2 separate regions of the Mus musculus genome follow, and region 2 is linked to region 1. The links are chromatin contacts, called in public HiChIP or PLAC-seq maps. All regions are on one chromosome and are shown on one strand. The core of a region is the stretch at or near the end of the contact, and the rest is flanking DNA. Distances in the headings are between cores, read along the strand shown.

What was found. HiChIP or PLAC-seq counts read pairs in DNA pulled down with a chosen protein or histone mark.
Region 2: a contact with region 1 is called in an H3K4me3 HiChIP or PLAC-seq map of bone marrow-derived macrophages, with 5 times the contacts expected there. The contact joins the promoter of Dusp19 here to the enhancer-like site in region 1. A contact is called at or near these places in 5 of 39 promoter capture datasets (hematopoietic stem and progenitor cells, hippocampal neurons, liver and 1 more), 3 of 115 datasets of contacts at active chromatin or transcription factors (bone marrow-derived macrophages, embryonic stem cells and stem cell-derived neural progenitor cells) and 3 of 9 other capture datasets (adipose tissue, liver and pancreatic islet).

What each region holds. Positions count from the first base shown.
Region 1 is chr2:80,355,333-80,358,528 of GRCm38.p6, forward strand. No RefSeq gene overlaps it. Among named protein-coding and RNA genes, the nearest start is that of Gm13752, 34 kb to the right of the region's middle. Within about 2 kb of position 1,764, at least 5 of the 459 cell types and tissues checked have an H3K27ac peak or open chromatin away from gene starts, as enhancers often do. A contact at or near this core is called in bone marrow-derived macrophages, where this site is marked.
Region 2 is chr2:80,615,593-80,618,788 of GRCm38.p6, forward strand. It overlaps Dusp19 (dual specificity phosphatase 19), which reads left to right and starts at 1,622. Exons shown (of 4, transcript NM_024438.4): 1 at 1,622-2,014. The coding sequence starts at 1,792.

The DNA.
Region 1 (3,196 bases), core at 514-3,013:
AAGAAACTGGAAAATACGACAAAACCAGACTTCAAAATATACTATTAAGTCACAGTAACGAGAACAGCATTCTGCCAACGTTAAAAACTGTCAGGTCATTGGAAGAGAGGTCCCTGAAATTAAACTACTCATATGGACAACTGGTTTTCACCAAGACTCTGAGAGCATACAGTGGAGAGAAGAATGTCTCCATTATGTCCTAGCAAAACTGAATACACATGCAGAAGTAGCCTCAGATTTTGTAATTACTATCAGGAAATATAGAGGGAACACTTCAAGATAGTAGTATAGCAATGACTTTTTAAATAAAGACACCAAAGGCATGGGCACAAATAGATGAAACTATATTCTACTAAAAAGCTGTATAGCAAAGGAAATAATTGAGAGAAAACAGTATAGCATATGGAAGTGCAAGCTTTATCTGTGAAGTATTTCACTAATGTCCAGATTGTAAAGAAAAATTCAAAGCAGGATGAAAATATGACCTGTCTGTGTAGTCAACAGTAAGAACTGCTCAGCCTCACTACTGAAATGCAACCCAAAACCAGAGATCACAGTGGCACATAGCGTCTACCTGTTTTAGTGGCTGTCATCACCAAGGAATATAAGCATCATGGCACTTGACAGAACATCATTCGGCTGTTGAAAGCAACACGCGGAGAAGTGGAGTTCACTCTACTAAGTGAAGTAAGCCAGGCACAAAGAAATACCACGTCTTTCTTTCTTGTGAAAAGTAAGGCCTCTAGAAGAGCAGAAGTGGCCACTGTGCCACCGCAAACCAAAGAGAAGAAGCAGCAGAAGTGGCCACTGTGCCACCGCAAACCAAAGGGAGGGAGACCAAGAGAAGTAAAAAAGAACGGCCGGTCAAATAGTGTTTCTTTTGGTTCCTTGGCAGTGATGTGGATAAAGTGCCCTAAATGAGAGCAGGTGTGGTGGTTTTGAGGAGTTAAAGGCACCTGCTTTGAACCTATCCCCCACCCCCAGCTCCCCATCCCTACCCCCACAACCTGAGTTCAATCCCCAGGACCCACGTGGTAGAAGGAAAGAACTGACTCCCTTATGGTGACTTCTGGCCTCCCTGTGTGTGCCATGGCACGTGCATGCCCACACACAAATACAAACACAAAGTAAATAGTCTTTTTTTAAGTCTGCAATACACTTCGGTGGACTAAAGGGCAGGAAACCGACACACAGGAAAGCTTACTGCTTGGACAGGAGAATGGAGCACTGTATACCACATATATAATTGCCATGCCCAGAAAAGTGCAAATGCCACCAAAAAAAAAATGTATATCAGTGATGGTTGCTGTTTAATTAGTACCCCCCTCACAATGCCTAACAGTATTGTGATCGGTGTTTTTACGATGTTTATTAGAAAATCGAATGTATCTTTGCCTATGAAGCCACACCTACTCCTTTGAAAAACACTTTCTCCATTTTCCTAACCTTTTTCCTTCCTCTAACAGGCTTCCCTGTGGGTTTTTATTAGAAACATCAGGCTCCAGTAGGTGGCAGTGAAAAACAAGAAGAGACTTCATTCCACCTATGGGGGGGGGGGGGGGATAGTCTTTTCTACTTCAGGCAGTTCTGTGGAGTCAGGCCCCTCGTTTGCATTGTTTTCTAGCTAAAAGGACCCTGAATATCAAGTGTTGACTGTGAAATTGTAAACAAGCTGACGTTTGTGATCTGCTGTAACATGACTAACATGTAACAGCACACAGGCACACAGCTACTGTAGCGTGCTACACTCTGTCCATGCCATGAAGCAAAGCAGACTCCCATTGACGAAGAGCGCAACCACATTAACATCTGTCACTTCCCAAGATTTACAACAGTCATCAAATTGTACTGATGCTTTTTTTTCAAAATTCTCAGAATTTTCTGTGCTTCCTAATGTTCTTTTAAACTCATGACAATCTCATTCTCAGTTATGAAGGACTGTTGCTCTAAAAATGAAGTTCCTGTCTTGTGACCCAGTTCCTTAGTGTGTTTGCTAATTTTGCTTACTTTAACTGTCTGTACCATGACGACTTAATTTACTAAGTAGAAAAAATGTATAGCAGGAAAAAAAATGTTCTGCCAACTTCATCAGCTAGTCGTATAAATAAAATACATGTTTTTTTTTTTAATGTGCAGACAAAAACCAAAATGGAAAAAAAATTTATGAAATGAAAGGATTTTTTATCATATCATCCAAATATACTATGTATACTTCTTGGGTCTGGTTCGCACACACACACACACACACACACACATACAGAGAACTGGGCTGCAGATATAGCTCAGTCGTAGATTTTTTGTTTTGTTGTTGTTGTTTTGTTTTGTTCTTTTGGTTTTTCGAGACAGGGTTTCTCTGTGTAGCCCTGGCTGTCCTGGAACTCACTCTGTAGACCAGCCTGGCCTCGAACTCAGAAAACCGCCTGCCTCTGCCTCCCAAGTGCTGGGATTAAAGGCGTGAGCCACCTGAGCAGGCACAAGGCCCTGGGATAGACCTACCCTCCACCCTACCCCACCCCTCAAAAAAAGTGGGAGGTGGCAGGGGCAGGAGGGGAAGAAACAAAATTGTAATGGATATTTGATAAGGGTATCTTGTTTTTCAGTAGGTTGATTTTTTTTTATGATAACAATGTCCAAGACTTGCTTCAAAATAGAATACAAAGGAAACAAAAATGGTTATGGGCGAGTGTCTTAGTTCAGGTTTTATTGCTGTGAACAGACAGCATGACCAAGACAACTCTTATAAGGACAACATTTAATTGGGGCTGGCTTACAGGTTCAGAGGTTCAGTCCATTATCATCAAGGCAGGAGCATGGCATCACCCAGCAGGTATGGTCAGGAGGAGTTGAGAGTTCTACATCTTTATCTGAAAGCTGCTAGAAGAATATTGGCTTCCAGGCAGCTACGATGAGGGTCTTAAAGCCCACGCCCACATGGCACACCTACTCCAACAGGGCCACACCTTTTAATAGTGCCACTTCCTGAGCCGAGCATATACAGATCATCACAATGAGTCAGATAGGGATTGATGCACCACTTTGAAATATTCCATGACAAGGATTTTGTATTACCCAAATCCAGTGGCCTAGAAGTACTTAAGTGTTCAACATCCTCCATTACCAGGGAAGTGCAGATCAAAAACAACTCTGAGATTCTATCTCACACTCCAGCAGAATGACAAGATCAAAAACTCAAGTG
Region 2 (3,196 bases), core at 372-2,871, 260 kb after region 1:
GTGTGCCACCACTGCCCAGCTTATTTCTCTTTTTAATGTGATGCTGATACATTATTAATTATTAATCAGCATTAATCAGAGTTAATTATTACTGTATTTAATCCATGCAGCACCCAGTTCAATTAATATTTGTTAATACAGTTACTGTAATTTTGAGGGCAGTGCAGCATTCCATAGTAAAGAAACCATGTTTCTCCAGTTGTAAACTATATATATAGTTTGTGGTAAAGTAAAATGACATAATGTCTAAAGTATTGTTATATGCCGAGTGCATATCATTAAGTATGTGAAATTTGTTAGTAGAGTGCTGGGTATATAGTTAAGTGCTCATTGTTAGATACATGGATTGATTTATAGTTAGAGCTGTTTCTGAGGAGCCTGTGGTCAACTAAATGAAGCAAACAATTTACAGTTCACTTTGGAATCCCCAGTAGATATTGTGGGCAGATAACTCCATTTGAAGGAGAAAAACTTTGGCTCATATCTCAGGTGTCCATAACAAAAACTACAAACTGTGTAGCTTAAGCAAGAAAAATTTACTTCTTGTGGTTTGGAGGCCTAGAAGTCCAAAATCAAGGTGCTGGCCTAAGCAAGGCTCCTGGTGTGTTTGTTCCTCTTCCTTGACACCCACTTCTCCCAACATCCTTCCTTAATCTTGCTTCATCTAGTACAGTTTTCATGAAGCCATTAACCTTGTCGTATGTCTTAATATAATACTAATTATTTCCCAGAGGTCCTCGCTCCAAATATTTGAACACTTGGACTCATAATTCCAACTCATTTTGAAGGGGCACAAAAATTCAGCCCATAAACTTTGTTTCGAAAGCAACAAAATGTTTGTATGCAGTGCTGAAGAATACATTTTTCTAAATCTTAACGTTATGCACTGTACTTAAATGATCTTAAAATTCCATTTTATTAAGGGTTAATAAGGAAAATTTCAGTTGAAATCTTGCAGTCCCCGTTTGCAAAAAGCAATCGTCTTTTGTAAGCAGAATCGTCATTCTATTCATCTGTTTGGTAAATGTTTATGCTTTTCCCAACTACGTATAGACTTATTACCATTTACTCTGTATAAGGCGTTGAAAAGAAGGAATACACATATATTTTAACCCTTGCTAGTCTGTAGAAACATATACTTAAAACAACTTTTTAATGTAGATTCTATTCAGTTGGAGCCTCACTAGCAGACTCAGTGGTTCTATCTAGTCAATGTTTCTTCTAGAACTAACGGCAGAGAAAAAAGTGAAGGCAGAGGAAACGAGGGGCAGCCCCTGGGGCCTTAGGCTTTTGTGAGTGAGCCACAGGAGACTCACACTGGGGTGGGAAAAGGCCGTGAGGTCAGCTGCTGTCATCTCCGTAACCAGTCTAACACTTCCAGAAAAAACGAGACATCAGCTCTCTCCAAATGAGTCTTAGCAATGAATATTCCCCCACCCCCACTCCCGCTCCCCGGGTCCAAAACTAAGCTAAGATTAAAAAACCAAGAGTGAAGGAAGACACGCCCAGATAAAAAAGCATCTGAATAGATCCGGAAGACCCCCAACTTCCGTCAGATGAGAAACGGCATCCAATCGGCGCCCGTTTCTTAGCAGCCAATCAGCTCTCACCTTACAACGGTGCTCGGGAAGCAGGCCTGGGCTGTGCTCTTCTCTGGAAGGGGTGAGGTTGTCACTGCAGGGGCCAGCTCCAGTAAGTGGCTAGTGACTGACTAGCAGTGCAGTGCCTTTTTTGTTTTGTTTTTTATTTCTTTTTTCTTGAGCTTGCTGCTTTTCCTTCTCCGCTCATGTAATGCACTCCCTGAACCAAGAAATCAAAGCATTCTCCCGGGATAATCTCAGGAAGCAGTGCACCAGGGTGACCACGCTAACTGGAAAGAAACTTATAGAAACCTGGGAAGATGCCACAGTTCATGTTGTGGAGACAGAGCCCAGCGGTGGGGGTGGTTGTGGCTATGTGCAGGACCTTACCTTGGACCTGCAAGTTGGCGTTATTAAGCCCTGGTTGCTTCTGGGTGAGTAGACTGACTCGCCACTTCCTTGTGGAGTCCTAGGCTGGGTTCCTTTGCCATCAGCTTCCCCTATGCACACTAATTCCCTATGCACAATAATATCAGCTATCCTGATGTACAGTTGAAATGTTTACTTTTTTAGGTTAGGAACAAAATAGGGACGTGTCTGCCCGCACAACCTTCTTCTGAAAACATAGTAGCACTTTGACACCTGATGATTGAGTTTTAGAAGAAATGTTCCTCTGTTTTTCTAACTTTCTTTAAAAGATAATGGGATGTTGTATTTTCTTGTATTATAGAAAAGACTATATCCTTTAAAAAAAATGCAAAAAGCAAGTGGCTCCTTGGCTGTTGAAGGGATGTTGAGGGCACACGTCCTTCCTGTGGCTGCATCTGCTCGTGGTGCCTGTCTTTGGGTGTTAAACACAGGGCTTCTGCTTCATAGCTATGAACCCGATGGTCTTATTTCTTGTGCTATGGAAATACTGAGTTCGTATACAAGCATCGCCCACAGATAACAAAAGAAACAAGCTTGTAAGAGAACTCACTTGTTACCTTGTTGATCTGGGATGGTGTTCTGTAGAAACCAGCCTGTTCCATAAGTCTGCATTGGTGTGCATTTATGAATGAGAAATTAACACTTGGACACAGAACCAGGAGTTAGACACACCCACAATATGAACTATACACAGCATATAATTGTTTTAAAGATCTTCAAATAGGGATTATCTTTATATTACAAACAGGAATTGGCATTAATATTGGTTAAGTAATTTGCACAGGCAATAGATTCAGTAAATAGCAGAGATGTCCAAGGGGATTAGGTCTAAGTCTGACTGACTCTTGCACACCATCATAGTACTATGTTGTTTAAGGCTGGACTTACATTAGGTGTTCCAATTCATTTATCCTCTCAAAACTGCAAAAACCCATCTGCTTACATTATTTTTTAGTTTGTTTATTTTGTGTGCATGTGTGCATAAGTGTATGCGCGTGTAGTGTGTGTGTGCATGGCACTACACCTCCCCAGCTCCTGTCTGCTTTCACTGAAGGGACATCCTATAAGGTTGTTTTGGCATTGTGATTTTTTTTTTTCTTTTGGCAAAACTCAAGTCCCACCATGTATCCTAAGAACTGTCACATACATTTTCTCTAGATTGACTCAATGAATAGGACCAGATAAAA